Regions from separate parts of the Sus scrofa genome. Here region 1 is linked to region 2. A link is a contact called in public HiChIP or PLAC-seq data. All regions are on one chromosome and are shown on one strand. The core of a region is the stretch at or near the end of the contact, and the rest is flanking DNA. Distances in the headings are between cores, read along the strand shown. Region 1 holds the start of CCDC121 (coiled-coil domain-containing protein 121). Region 2 holds the start of SLC4A1AP (kanadaptin).

What was found. HiChIP or PLAC-seq counts read pairs in DNA pulled down with a chosen protein or histone mark.
Region 1: an H3K27ac HiChIP or PLAC-seq map of alveolar macrophages shows a contact between it and region 2. The contact joins the promoter of CCDC121 here to the promoter of SLC4A1AP in region 2. A contact is called at or near these places in 1 of 47 Hi-C or Micro-C datasets (embryonic fibroblasts) and 1 of 2 datasets of contacts at active chromatin or transcription factors (alveolar macrophages).

Annotation. Positions count from the first base shown.
Region 1 is chr3:111,561,401-111,568,236 of Sscrofa11.1, forward strand. CCDC121 (coiled-coil domain-containing protein 121) reads left to right here and starts at 3,645. Exons shown (of 2, transcript XM_003125283.3): 1 at 3,645-4,308; 2 at 5,055-6,836. The coding sequence starts at 3,809. The coding sequence ends at 6,006. It overlaps GPN1 (GPN-loop GTPase 1), which reads right to left and starts at 3,665. Exons shown (of 14, transcript XM_003125289.5): 1 at 3,515-3,665; 2 at 2,735-2,828. The coding sequence starts at 3,625.
Region 2 is chr3:111,529,186-111,536,511 of Sscrofa11.1, forward strand. It overlaps SLC4A1AP (kanadaptin), which reads right to left and starts at 2,948. Exons shown (of 16, transcript XM_021088411.1): 1 at 2,888-2,948; 2 at 2,533-2,580; 3 at 1,755-2,530; 4 at 1,333-1,528. The coding sequence starts at 2,948. It overlaps SUPT7L (STAGA complex 65 subunit gamma), which reads left to right and starts at 2,485. Exons shown (of 6, transcript XM_005653046.3): 1 at 2,485-2,852; 2 at 3,971-4,071; 3 at 4,875-5,484; 4 at 7,218-7,326. The coding sequence starts at 5,072.

The DNA of each region.
Region 1 (6,836 bases), core at 2,395-4,894, 33 kb after region 2:
GAATTTAGCACATAAGAAACAATACAGGAGTTCCCATCATGGATCAGTGGTTAACGAATCCGACTAGGAACAATGAGGTTGCGGGTTCGATCCCTGGCCTTGCTCAGTGGATTAAGGATCCGGCGTTGCCGTGAGCTGTGGTGTAGGTCGCAGATGCGGCTCAGATCCCGAGTTGTTGTGGTTCTGGCGTAGGCCAGTGGCTACAGCTCCGATTTGACCCCTGGTGTGGGAATCTCCACGGGCCGCAGGAGCGGCCCAAGAAATGGCAAAAAGACAAAAAAAAAAAAAAAAGAAAGAAAAAGAAACAATACAATTTAAGACTCTCCACCCATAATATCTAAGCCACAGGTCTCTCAAGTCATCTCTGCTTTCTCTAAGGAAACAAATCAGTTTCTCTCTTAGCACCCGAGTTACTTTTCAAATCTGTTTTCTAAATTTTCAAGCTAAGGGAGTTCCTGTCGTGGCTCAGTGGTTAACAAATCTGACTAGGAACCAAGAGGTTGCAGGTTCGATCCCTGGCCTTGCTCAGTGGGTTAAGGATCCGGCATTGCCATGAGCTGTGGTGTAGGTCACAGATGCAGCTCGGATCCCACGTTGCTGTGCCTGTGGCATAGGCCGGCAGCTACAGGCCCAATTGGACCCCTAGCCTGGGAACCTCCATATGCCGTGGATGCGGCCCTAGAAAAGGCAAAAAGACAAAAAAAATAATAGAATAAATTTTCAAGCTAAGATCACAGAATTGTGATAATCAAAGAAGTAAGATCAGGAGGAGACTAGGAGGACAGAAGGTATCCTCTAAGTACCTTCCCTCCCAACAAGAAACTGAAACTAGCTTTTGAGGCTTCTGTTGTCAGTACTGTCTTCTAGCAATTTCTCCAGCTTCACACTGGTTCCCTTCCTTACAGCCAAGGATAACTGCTAAGTAACTGCCAATAAAAATGTTAGGCTAGGAGTTCTCTCAAGCTACAGTAAGGATGGTCTGAGACAAGGAGGAAAGTTATATACAATTTAAATACCTACTGACCACATTCATAGAAAAGGGGAGCTAAATCAAGAAAAAAGGTTTATTTCCTTACTCTTCGTTTACTGATAACAAAAGTAATACAGATAATATTTTTATAAAGGTTGGAGTTCCCATTGTGACACAGTGGAAGCGGATCCGACTAGGAACCATGAGGTTGTGGGTTTGATCCCTGGCCTCGCTCAGTGGGTTAAGGATCTGGTGTTGCTGTGAGCTGTGGTGTAGGTCACAGACATGGCTCAGATCCCTCATTGCCATGGCTATGGCCTAGGCCGGCAGCTGTAGTTCTGATTCGACCCCTAGCCTGGGAACCTCCATATGCCATGGAAGCAGCCTGGAAAAGGCAAAAAGACCAAAAAAAAAAAAAAAAAAAAAAGTACTAACTTCCGGTGCTAATATGAATAAATGCTAGGGATTTATACACAACGTTATAAATGTAATGAGCACTGTTCTACACTATAAATGAAAGTTGCTAAGAGTTCTCATTCACAAGGAAAACAAACTTTTTTTCTATTCTTTAATTTTGTATCTATATGAGATGATAAATGTTCACTAAACTATGGTAACCACTTCAGGAGTATGTAAATCAAATCATTATGCTGTACAACTTCATCATATACAATGCTGCATATCAATTATACCTCAATAAAATCAGAAAAAAATTATGTGGATGGAATTTAAAATTTTAAAAATTGATCTGTCCAGTAATATCTAACCAAACCTATCTAGCAGTCAGCAGACCTTCTCCATCAACTATTAGAGTTCCATCCTTTAAGTGAAACGATGGGAACTTTTTTTCCCAAAACTCTTCCCATAATGATTTCTGCTTCTTAATACAAAGTTTTCCTTTATCAGCACTGGAGTACAAGCTTAATAGAATTAAAAAGAAACCAGTAGGGAAAAGCCTAATACCCAGGAATAGTCTGTGGAGATCAGGATGCCTAGATCCTATCAAGAATCAGGACTCTGCATCATATCCATTCTTAATCTTTTTTATAGTCAAGTCTGATGATAACAGGGAGGGAACGTCTCGCACAACCACATACAGGCATATTTACACACATTTCTCCATGTAACTTTGAAAGCAAACTACTGCAGTAAGCAAATTACTGTTCAAGACACTCATGCTCCAAAAAAAAAAAAAAAAAAAAAAAAAAAAAAAAAAAAAAAAAAAAAAAAAAAAAAAAAAAAAAAAAAAAAAAAAAAAAAAAAAAAAAAAAAAAAAAAAAAAAAAAAAAAAAAAAAAAAAAAAAAAAAAAAAAAAAAAAAAAAAAAAAAAAAAAAAAAAAAAAAAAAAAAAAAAAAAAAAAAAAAAAAAAAAAAAAAAAAAAAAAAAAAAAAAAAAAAAAAAAAATCATCCAAACTGGAAGAAACTATAAAAACAAGGTTTATGTATCAGAGCCTGCTGAAGGATTTACAGCTTAGAAGCCAAAAGACTGACTTTCTGTCACTTCATTTTCCCAAATACCATAGTCTCACACCCTAAAGTCAAAGAGAGGTAATGAAAATGGTAGGTGATAAGGAAAGAAATTTAGAAAGGGGGAAGGAGTAAACAAAGAGAAAATGATCATCGGGAAGAAGCCTAAGGATGCTAGCAAATCCAAGGGAAATGCTAGACAACATCAAAAATGAAAGCATTTAAGCCTGATGGATAGGCTGACAGTTTTCCACTCTCTGAGAAACTTCACACCAGTTCTGGTACAGTTTACTCACCAATATTGGCAGGAAAGGGAACTTCATGCACAGCTGGGTCCAGGTTGATCACATAAGGTGGAGAGCCTTGACTATGCAGATGTCCGGTGAGCCTCTGCAGAGATATGGAGAGAGGGATAGACTGAGACCAAGAGGCATGATACAGAACCAAGAGAGAACTCCCACCCCTCTATCCAACTTACCAGAGGAATTTTGCACTTGCATTTCCCTCTACCTTAAATATCCACCTCTGATCTCCACCTCCAACAATCACTCTCAGTTGAATGCAACGTTTCTTCATCACACATCGTACTCTCCATCAAGTATTGACTAGGGGGGCGGGGGGGACGACGGGGTTTCCATATCTCCCACAAAACTTAAATTCCACCTAAGCGGGAACCTTGTTACTTCATTTCCGCTGTATCCCCAGTGCCTGACACACAGGAGGCACCCCAGATAGAATTCTTTAGGAATCTACACCGAAAGCCTGTGTGCTAGCACTGTATTACCTGCCAGGATTCCTTGTAAGCCTCTACCTTTGAGGAGTTGGCCGACAAGACAATTTCAAGTACGGTCATACCTCGTAGGCACTGAGGGGGCTCAGAAAGAGGCTAAATGAACCCAAGTGAGGATCTGAGAAGGGTTCACCGAGGAAGGAACCGGAGTTGCTGGCAAGACCCTAAAAGCCTGGCGCCGGTACCCTCCAACTCCCCAGAGATCTCCCTCCCTTTCTCCCTGGCCTTACGCCCGCCACAGACAACTTCCACCGCGCCCCTACTCCGCCCGCGCCGTGTAGGTCACCTGTACAAAGGTGGTTTTCCCAGACCCCGCCATTCCCAGCACCAACAGGCACGCCGGAGCCCGGGGACCCCCGGAAGCTTGCGGCACCGTGGCAGCTTCGGGCGCAGCCATCTTGCTCCTGGCTCCGCCCACTCGACCATAGAGACGGTCGTAGCTAGAGAGACTCCCGCGAGGTTCGGGACGCTGAATGAGACTAGAACCAAACCGAACCGAACCGAACCAAACCCAACTGGCCCGGGAGGGCAGGACCAAGGGGAGAGACGTGCGCCTTAGTGTCTGTCCGTCCGGACCCGGATGGGGGCCCAACTAGGGACAGAGACGGGGAGGTGGAGACACTGGGACGACAACTGGAAGGGGTCAGCCCCAGAGCAGCTCACCGTCGTCGGGCGAGGCCTGCTAAGGACACAGCTGCGGACCCCAGGCGGGTGGGAGGACAGGGGACCCCCGGGCTCACACAGTACGAGAGTCAAGAGAGGGCGTTTTCCTGCCGACCCGCTGCGAGCAGGAAACCGAGCCGCGGGAGAACCAGCCGCTAGGGCTGGTCCGGCAGCCGAGGAGGTTAAGCGGCTCAGAGCTGGACAGGCCAGGACCCGGGCTGTATGCGAGCCCCGGAGTTGCTGGGCCGCTCCGAGACCTCCAGAGACCCGTCGGGAGAAACTGGGAAAACCCTCTAGACTGCGACGCGGTGTCCGCGTGTCGCCGGCCCCCGGCTCTAGCGCTGGCTCCCTGACGGCCTCCCCAAAGGAGCTGCGCCGAGGCTTGGGGGAGGAACGTTTGGTTGCCGAGTTTGTCAAGTAGGTACTGAAGGAGCGCATCCCTCCCCTCAAAGCGCCTTGGGCACCCGGAAAGGTGGTGGAAGAGCCGAGCCCTATGCCCTAACTCCCGACCGGCCAGATGGCTTCTGCGGCCCTTCGGAGTGCCTGTAGTGTGCAGTTAAGCCTTGAGATCTGGGTTTCAAGCCCAGGTTCTGCCACCCGCTGGCGGTGTATATTGTGGCCAGGCCACTTAAGTTCTCTAAACCTGTTCTCTCCTCTTTACATTTGAGATACTACCTCGCAGGGTTGCGGTGAAGGCGTAGTGTGGGTTGTAAACTACACTCTCAACGTCTTTACCCTTAGTCCTATTCCCGATGCCGGTGCCTTGTGTGAGGAACATCATAGGTGCTTCCAAATATTTGTTTTTTATTGTTGTTTGTCTTTTCTAGGGCCGAAGCCCTGGTATATGGACGTTCCCAGGCTAGGGCTCTAATAGGAGCTGTAGCTGCCAGCGTATGCCACAGCCACAGCAATGCCAGATCCGAGCCGCGTCGGCGACCTACACCACACACAGCTCACGGCAACGCTGGATCCTTAACCCACTGAGCAAGACCAGGAATCGAACCCACAACCTCATGGTTCCCAGTCGGATTCGTTAACCCCTGAACCATGACGGGAACTCCAGGGCTCCCAAGTATTTGGGATGTGGAGGTACAGGTGTGCATTTTTAAGATTCTTTCCTAACTTTTCCTGATGGGGGAATGTCTCGCTTGTTCTTCCTTCAGATTGGCTGAGGACTCCAGTAGTTCCCTTCAACCAGATCTTCGCTTCCTAAATAATTTTCTCAAGCCAGAGAAGCTAACAAAGAGAGAGAAGAGGTTTAAAGAAAAGGCAATAGTAGAAATGATGAAGCTGGACAAGCAAATCAAAGAAACTCAAATCCGGCTAGAACCTATAATGGGGGATACTAGGCAGCTGCTTGCAGAAAAGGCACATGTCAAGAAGGAAAACCAGTTCTTTCTGGAATACCTGACCAAGCAAACAGAGGAGTGTAAACAGCGAATTGAGAAGCTGTGGAACGACTATTTACACCAAAGTGGGGAGATTGAACAAAAGAGACAAGAATTAGCCTCTAAATATGCAAAGAAAAAATCAGAGCTTAAAACAGAGCTCCTGCAGAAGGAAAAGATCCTGTCCAACTTGAATCAGCAGTTGGAGGCAATGAGGGACATTTCCATAGTAAAGGAGAACCAGGAGAGAGAAATTCGGACACTGCAGCAGGAGATAAAGAAAACCCAGGCTGAGACAGCTGTAAAGAAACAGGCTGTACTGGTTCAGTTCTTCCAGGAAAAAGCATTACTGGAGGCACAACTGAGCGAGCTAGACGCAAGGCAGTTGGGAAAGAGACCAACAAAGGAGCTGAACAGCAAGAACCAAGCCTTAGAGAAGGCAGCAAAGCAGTATGCTTCCGAGTTCCATGGTAGCATCAACAAACAGCACCAGCGGTTACGGAAGGAACTACCACAGCTAATTCAGAAATGCCAGAAGTTGGAGGCTACTCACAGCCATTTAAAGCAGCAGCAGCAGCTGCTGCAGCAGGAGCAGTGGTACCTGGAATCCTTAATCCGGGGAAGGCAACGACTCCAAGAAAGGCGTAATCCATGCCCAAGACAGGGTGTTCCAAAGACCACACTGAACCCTGCCCTGGGCACCAAGTCAAGGATGCATCCAAAGTAATTTCTAAATAACACTAAGTCAGGACTAGAACAAGGGTTTTTAGGTGCTGCATAACATAAACCTGGTTAGGAAGCCTTTGGGATCTCAGGTTGCTGTGGTAAAATAGCCACCATGATGTGTTAATGTGAAGGATTAGGTGCTTTTTCCAGCAGTGGTGCTAGATTATTTACTAGACTGGCTTCCCTTAGAGTTAGGTTTTTCTTTAATTAGGTCTTGGTAATAAACAGGTTCTTCCTCACATCTCCAGATAGCCCCGTATCATTTGCCGAAAATCCACACGTGGAAGAAACTAACTACCTTAAGAGAACCACCTTGAGGAAGTGAGAGGAAAACAGTTGTGTGATGTGTTTCACCTATAGCTAAATTAGGTTTCTTTATAGAAAAAGCCCCCCCTGCCCCAAAGTATAGCATTTCAGATGGTTACATTCTGCTTTCTGCCCGTAAACAACCAACCTCAGTGTAACCTCACTCCTTTGGCCACCTTCACAGACAAAGGCAAGGTGTTTTTAAGCTCTTTGTAAAGTCTGTGCTCGTGATCAGTTGGCTGCTTCTATAGTTTCCTATGATTGAAAAATACTCTAGTAACAGCAAGTGTAATAAGCCGTAGAATGACTTTCTCTCTGATGCTCAACCCATACAATTTTAGCTTTGTGTGAACTGAGAAGATAGGATGTATGCATACCTGGTCAGGTTTTCTGTGGAGAAATATCTCTAGCCTGAATGAGGTGACTGAATGCTTCTGCCTGTTTCAGGAAACTATATCAAAAGAAAGTTTTCATATATTTGGAGAACTTTTAAAAGAGTCTTTTGCCATCTCTTTCCCCAGCAAC
Region 2 (7,326 bases), core at 1,698-4,197:
TCCAGATCCAAACCACATCTGCAACCTACATCATAGCTGGTGGCAACTCTGGATCCCCAACCCACTGAACAAAGCCAGGGACCGAACCTGCATCCTCATGGATACTAGGTGGATTCGTTTCTACTACGCCACAACAGGAACTCCATGGCACAAGTTAATTTCAACTAGTCACACTGTAAGTGCCCAATAACCATGTGTGACTGGTGACTACCATATTGGATAACGCAGGCCTAGGTCCTCAGTGACTGCTCCCTTCTCTGAACCCTTACTTCAGCATACTAATAGTTTCTAGCCTTTGTCTGGCACTTAGCACACGTAGTTTCGTAAAACCTATCTGTCTTCTCAACAACATAGTAAGGATATCTTCTAGCTTTTCATACTCCTAAACATCTGGTCTTATGGAACATTCAGTTTATTCCTTTGGCTAAGGAACCAGCTTTCTTTGATTAGATATTTCACATTTCGCGGTTTTTACACAAAATACAAAAAAATTCAAGGAGTTCCCATGGTGGCACAGCGGCACCAGTCGCTGCAGAGGTGTGTGGGTTAGACGCCTTGCCTGGCGCAGTGGGTCAAAAAGGATCTGGTGTTGCAGCAGCTGTGGCTCAGATTTAATCCCTGGCCCCAGAACTTCTATATGCCGCAGGTGCTGCCATTAAAAAAAAAAAAAATTTCGAAAGAACTCCTATATTGAATAACATTTCATTGTATTTGACTGAAGGTAGTTTCACCCTCTCAAGTGATAATCACTACTTAAATAAGTTTTAATAGTTAAAAACAATAAATTATATGCTGAGGAAGAGTTCTGAACAAGGGAGTGCATATGTAAAAACATTAAATTAATAGTACCCATAAATCAATTGTTTAGCATCAGAAAAGTGAACGCATCTTCCCGGGTTTTGTGCAAACTGTATTTGTCCTGTCTATCTCAAAGAGTCATGAAAGCTGTAGGACAAAAAGCAAACAAAAAAAAACATTTACCGGTACCAGTAGAAATGAATTTAAAATATTAACCTCCGGAGTTCCCGTCGTGGCACAGTGGTTAACGAATCCGACTAGGAACCATGAGGTTGCAGGTTCGGTCCCTGCCCTTGCTCAGTGGGTTAACGACCCGGCGTTGCCGTGAGCTGTGGTGTAGGCTGCAGACACGGCTGGGATCCCACGTTGCTGTGGCTCTGGCGTAGGCCAGGGGCAACAGCTGCAATTGGACCCCTAGCCTGGGAACCTCCATATGCCGCGGGAGCGGCCCAAAGAGATAGCAAAAAAAGACAAAAAAAAAATAATAATAATAAAATAAAACATTAACCTCTGACAGCAATTTTAATGTCTTACCCATTCCCCAGGTGCAGCCCATTTCATCATCTTGACTACTAATATTTCTCTTTCTTTCAGCGGTATCCATTTCCTCTTCTTCGTCTGAGTCTTCTCCCAACATCTTCTTCTCCAACATCATTTGCTGCTGCTTACGCAATTCCTTCAGCTGCGTTACTGTCAACTCGGATTCTGCCTCTCGGTCTTCTTCTGGTCCCTGACGAATCAAGCGAAAGAATTCTTCCTTTAGAGTCAGGATTGTTGAAATCCCTTTTCAGAAACATGGCAGTGTGTCCAGAGAGTTCCGGAAATAAGGGACCACATTCCTTCACTTTTGTATTCGCTAACTGGGACAATCTCCTTTCTCAGTGAAAACTTTTAAGGAGCCGAGGAACGCAGCCCGGTGCGCTCCAGAAACGTCAAATTTAGGTTTTTCTACTTACCTGAAGAAGAAAGAGCCGGGTGCTGCCTCCAAAGCGAAGAACATGCCCGACGTGGACCCGACAATAGGTGCGGGGTGGAATGCGCGTTTTGTTAAGGAAAGTGCCGTGGGTGCTTCCCAAATCGTAGAGATAGAAGCCGGGCCCGTGGCCGTCGGATTCTGCATCGGGGCTGGACACCCTGTGCTGCAACACGGCGTGGTAGCGAGACACCGAAGGGTGCTCCAGGCACACATCGCAGCTAGGGAGCCTCCCGAAAAGGCAGCAACTCATGCCTTTCAAGCTCCGGCTGCCAAGGATGGTGCCTCCTTTCAGAGCCTCTAGGCCGTACGGGGCAGTAGCGGGGCCGCCCCATGGCGGCTCTCGGTAGGGGGGAGCCCGGGCCGGGCAGCCGGGGGAAGGAGCCGCTGTGGGGGGCCGCGGCTGCTCCTTCGCTGGACCCCTAGTCTCCCCGCTGTCCGGCTGGGCCGGCAGGGCATCAGGCTCCGCGGAATCGGAGTCCGGCAGCGCCGTGGGCCTTTCCTTCTTCACCTCTTCGGGGTTTGAAGTACTGGTTGCCGTGACCTTGCTCCGTTCCGATGGGGCCACTGGCAGGGCTGGCTTCTTGAAGTCGCCATTGAGTTCTTGGGAAGCCAGAGGATCAGACTGAGAAGTACTATCAGCCATCCTCATCGGGTGCAGCCGCGAAAGCTGTTCCTGGGAAACCTCACCACCCTCGGCCTCTACGTTCCTTTCCACGCCTCCCTCTCCGCAGCTCCCAGCGGCTTCTCTGACAGGGATGGTGGAGTTTCCCCTTCACGACCCAGAGCGTTGTGAAGAAGCGAGTAACCTGCGAAGTTATAATAAGAGAATAACAGAAAAAGGCGGTCAGGGTGGCGTCAGAATGGGGACATCTTTAGAGGTTGCACCTGGATTGTAATGACTTCCTGCGGCAGAGCCTAATGGAGAAGAAGCGCTTCCGGCGTCTTGACCCACTAATCAACACACCAGCCTTCCGGGCCTAACTCGACCCTCGCCTCGGGCCTCTCGGAGTCGTACGGCAGCTCAGCACCGCTCCTGACACGCGGCACTCCCTAGTGGAGCCTTCTTCCCTCCGTCCAGGTTCAAATCTCCCCGTGTTTGGGTTGCTCTAGCACTAGGCGACCCCAGGACCCTGTGATTGGCGCCCGCGTCTGCTGATGCCGACGAGGTCCCCATAGGAATTTGGGCATTGCTTGGGCTTGGTGCCTGTCCTTCGTGCTCCTTTCGGTGAAGTTAGGGGAGAGGACGATTTTTGTTGTCACTTGATAAATTCATTTACTCGTTTGTTCTTTCACTCTTTCTGAAACCGATTAATGAGCCATCACAGTGTAGTTGTTAAAATAGAGAAAACGCTGTAGCCTGACCATTTTCCCTTCAGCCACTTCTGACCTTAGGCAATACAGTAGGCCTCAGTGTCCGTGTCTGGAAAATGGGATAATAATAGTACCTACTTCATAACGGTAGTTGGGAGAATTGAATTAAACAGTAAAGCCTGGTAGGTAATAGGCACTCAGCAAATTTTAGGCACTCAACCAAGATCGTAGTTGTGAAGGATATGTGGAAGAGTAAAATTGAGATAAGTACAATTTTAAATCCAGGGAGAAATGCTGTGATGGAGACATGCAAAGTGCTGTGAGGATATAATGAAGGGAGATGTCCTGGGGAGGTGATGGAGAGAGTGACTTAAGCCATACTTAAGAATGAACATATGGAGTTCCTGTCATGACTCAGTGGTTAACGAGCCCGACTACTATCCATGAGGAAGGGGGTTCAATCCCTGGCCTTGCTCAGTGGGTTAAGGATCTGGCGTTGCCACTGATTGTGGTGTAGTTTGAGGAGGTGGCTTGGATCCCTCATTGCTGTGGTGAAGCTCTGATTCGACCCCTGGGCTGAGAACCTCCCTGTGACGCAGGTACAGCCCTAAAAGACAAAAGACCAAAAAAAAAAAAAAAGAAAAAAAGAAAGAAAGAATGAATACGAGTCTTCCAGGGATGGGGTGTGTGGCTGGGCATTTCTGGCAGAGATCACAGCCTAAAGGATCAGCTAAGTAGTCTGCTGCTGTTAGAACTGAGGTGGTCATTTTTTCCAGGAAGTTCCTCCTTTGTGTCTTCTCACTGCACCAGCCCTGTGCCTCTGGAAGAGCACTTATCACACACTTTAATATTGAAATGTTCTTATGTTTTTCTCCCTCACCTCAGGGCAAGGATCTTGCATTAGTCTTTATGTCCTCTCATGATACCTGGCATTCCATAAATGTTTGTTGAATCTGAAGAGACATATGGGCAATGAATCTGGAGAGGTGAGTCGAAACCAGATTGTAAATTTTGTTAAACGGTAAACCACAAAATTTTGACTGACTTTTTTTCCAGGAGGCACAGGGAAGACGTTAGACCTGAATTAAAAATATTAAGTCTAGCATCACTGTAGAAAGATTAGATATAAGGAGAGACTGAAAGAAGGGATACCAGTTCAGAGACAGCAGAAATTTCTCAGATTCTTCCCTGTGTATGTCAGCAGTTGAACACATAAGACCATTTAGATTAGTGGTTCATGGATTTTTCCACCAGAGCCAGTTAAGGGGTCTCATGCCTGGAGTTCCCGTCGTGGCTCAGTGGTTAACCAATCCGACTAGGAACCATGAGGTTGCGGGTTCAATCCCTGGCCTTGCTCAGTGGGTTAACGATCCGGCGTTGCCGTGAGCTGTGGTGTGGGTTGCAGACTCAGCTCGGATCCCACGTTGCTGTGGCTCTGGTGTAGCCCGGCGGCTACAGCTCCGATTCGACTCCTAGCCTGGGAAACTCCATATGCCGAGGGAGCGGCCCAAGAAATGGCCAAAAAAAAAAAAAAAAAAAAAACACAACAACAGGGTCTCATGCCTGGCATTCACAGAGTAACAGCCATCTTCTCCCATCTTTAACTCCATCCCCTCTTCTCCTACTGAGCCAGGACAGATGTGTCAGGATACTCTGAGAACTATTCCCCTTAACATGGACACTATAGCCCCAAATACTATTGCACCCAAACTCCATCTTGTAATTCAATCCATAGTGTATGATTGTAATGACTGACTGGCATCTAATAGATTTCTCTTAATTTCTTCAGGGCGAACATCCTTGGTCCTACGGTGTTGCTAACACTGACATTCTTCTAAGTGAACTGCCTACTTTTTATGTGAATAACTGGCTAGAATTCATATTTCTCACTACAGAAGCCTATAATCTGCAGTTGCTAGAGATTTTAAAACACTTCTTTTAGGATATCTACATTTAATTTGAAAGCTCTTCCTTTCTTATCCTAAAATGTTGAGATATTGGGGAGAGATACCAATCTCATCAAGCCAGACCAACAGAAGTTCCTTCGACTTGCTCCCTCGGGAGTTCCGACTGGTAGAAGTCCATGACCCACCCCTGCACCAGCCCTCGGCCAACAAGCCCAAGCCCCCCACTATGCTGGACATCCCCTCAGAGCCATGCAGCCTCACCATCCACACCATTCAGCTGATCCAGCACAACCGACGCCTGCGCAACCTCATTGCCGCAGCGCAGGCCCAGAATCAGCAGCAGACAGAAGGTGTAAAGACTGAAGAAGGTGAACCTCTTCCATCCTGCCCTGGGTCACCTCCTCTTCCTGATGACCTCCTGCCTTTAGACTGTAAGAATCCCAACGCACCATTCCAGATCCGGCACAGTGACCCAGAGAGTGACTTTTACCGGTAAGGCAAGGCTTGGCTACACTTACTTTTCTCAGAAAATCTTCTCAGCAGCCCTCTTAAGCATGTAATGCGGAAAACTGAGGATGGAAGTGATTGGCTTGGCCAAAGTTGCTCAGGTAATTAGTGGGAAATCGAAGACTTGAACCGTGATTTTTCAAATCCGGAGTCTGTACCAGCCCCAAGGTACTACACTGGTCTCTAAATTAGGCCATAGCGGAGTTCCCGTCGTGGCGCAGTGGTTAACGAATCTGACTAGGAACCATGAGGTTGCAGGTTCGGTCCCTGCCCTTGCTCAGTGGGTGAACGATCTGGCGTTGCTGTGAGTTGTGGTGTAGGTTGCAGACACGGCTCAGATCCCACGTTGCTGTGGCTCTGGCGTAGGCCGGGGGCTGCAGCTCCGATTCGACCCCTAGCCTGGGAACCTCCATATGCTGCAAGAGCGGCTCAAGAAATAGCAAAAATAAATAAATAAATAAATTAGGCCATAGCCTCATAGTCCTTAGAGTCAGTCTTTCTGTTTAATTAAAATGTATACTGTGGGTTTAGCTCCATGCCCTCAAAATGAGATTCATGGACTTATTCTCATACTGCTAGGAACCCACAGGTCCCATATAAAAAAAATTTTTTTTTTTTTTTTTTTTGGCCACGTCTAGGGCACAAGAAAGTTCCCAGGCCAGAGCTCAAACCTGCGCCACAGCAGTGACCCAGGCCACTGCAGTGATAACCCTGGATATGATAACCCACTATACCACAAGTAAACTCCCTAAACAATTTTTTAATCACATATTTTCATTTCAGTAGCATAGTTTAAGAAACAATAACATAAAAATGTTCTTGGAGTTTCCAGGCAGCACAGCAGGGTAAGGATCCAGTGTTGTCACTGCTGTGGCTTGGGTCACTGCTTTGGCACAGATTCAACCCCTGGTTCTGGAACTTCTGTGTGCTGTCGGCACAGCCAAAAAAACTTGTTGAAAGTTATTTTTAGGAGATTAGACAGCTTTTTGAGGCTTTTTGTTTTGGAAAGATTATGATTTTCACAGTAATGATTAGGTGCAAAACAGTATATCATAAAGAACATGCAATCTGGCGTCAAAAGCTCTATCCCTTAATAATACCAAAAGGACCTTTGGCCAGTGCGCCCCTCTGACCTTCGATTTCTTCACCTGCCAGAGTAATAATATGGATCCCTACCCATTTCACTGCATAGGATAGGACAAAAAAGTTTTGTAAGCTTTATGTGTTTTCAGTTGCTTTTATAAAATTGAGTTGCTTTCCCAAAATGGTCTGTTGTAGTTAAATAAGATTCTCCTGATTGGGACTGTGAATTTCTAGAAGTCCATATTGCCCGGCTTTTGAGGAACCTATGTGCTAGTGAAATAGAGCACCATCGAGCAGTATCTCAGCTGTATCTTAAAATTAATCAGATCCTAAATGTGATCAGAATCAAGCAGTTGATCCAAGGAGAAGGAAACTTCTTGTTCACTAGATATCCTTTTGTACTGTTTGCTATGGACATGTGTTACCTATTCAAGCTTTACATCATTGGAACAGCTCGGGATGTGACTTGGGTTGTGGCGCCATGCCCTGGCAGCAGCAAGTGGGCTACGTGACCTGCCTAGGAGTCCTGTGGAAAGCTGAACCAGTGGTTTGATTGGAATTGTAAAGCCCCAGGGAGACAGGACAGGTCACCGTTTGCAGGAGCACTAATAACACTACCTTGTCTCCACTTTCAGCGGGAAAGGGGAACCTGTGACTGAACTCAGCTGGCACTCCTGCCGGCAGCTCCTCTACCAGGCAGTGGCCACAATCCTGGCCCACGCGGGCTTTGAGTGTGCAAATGAA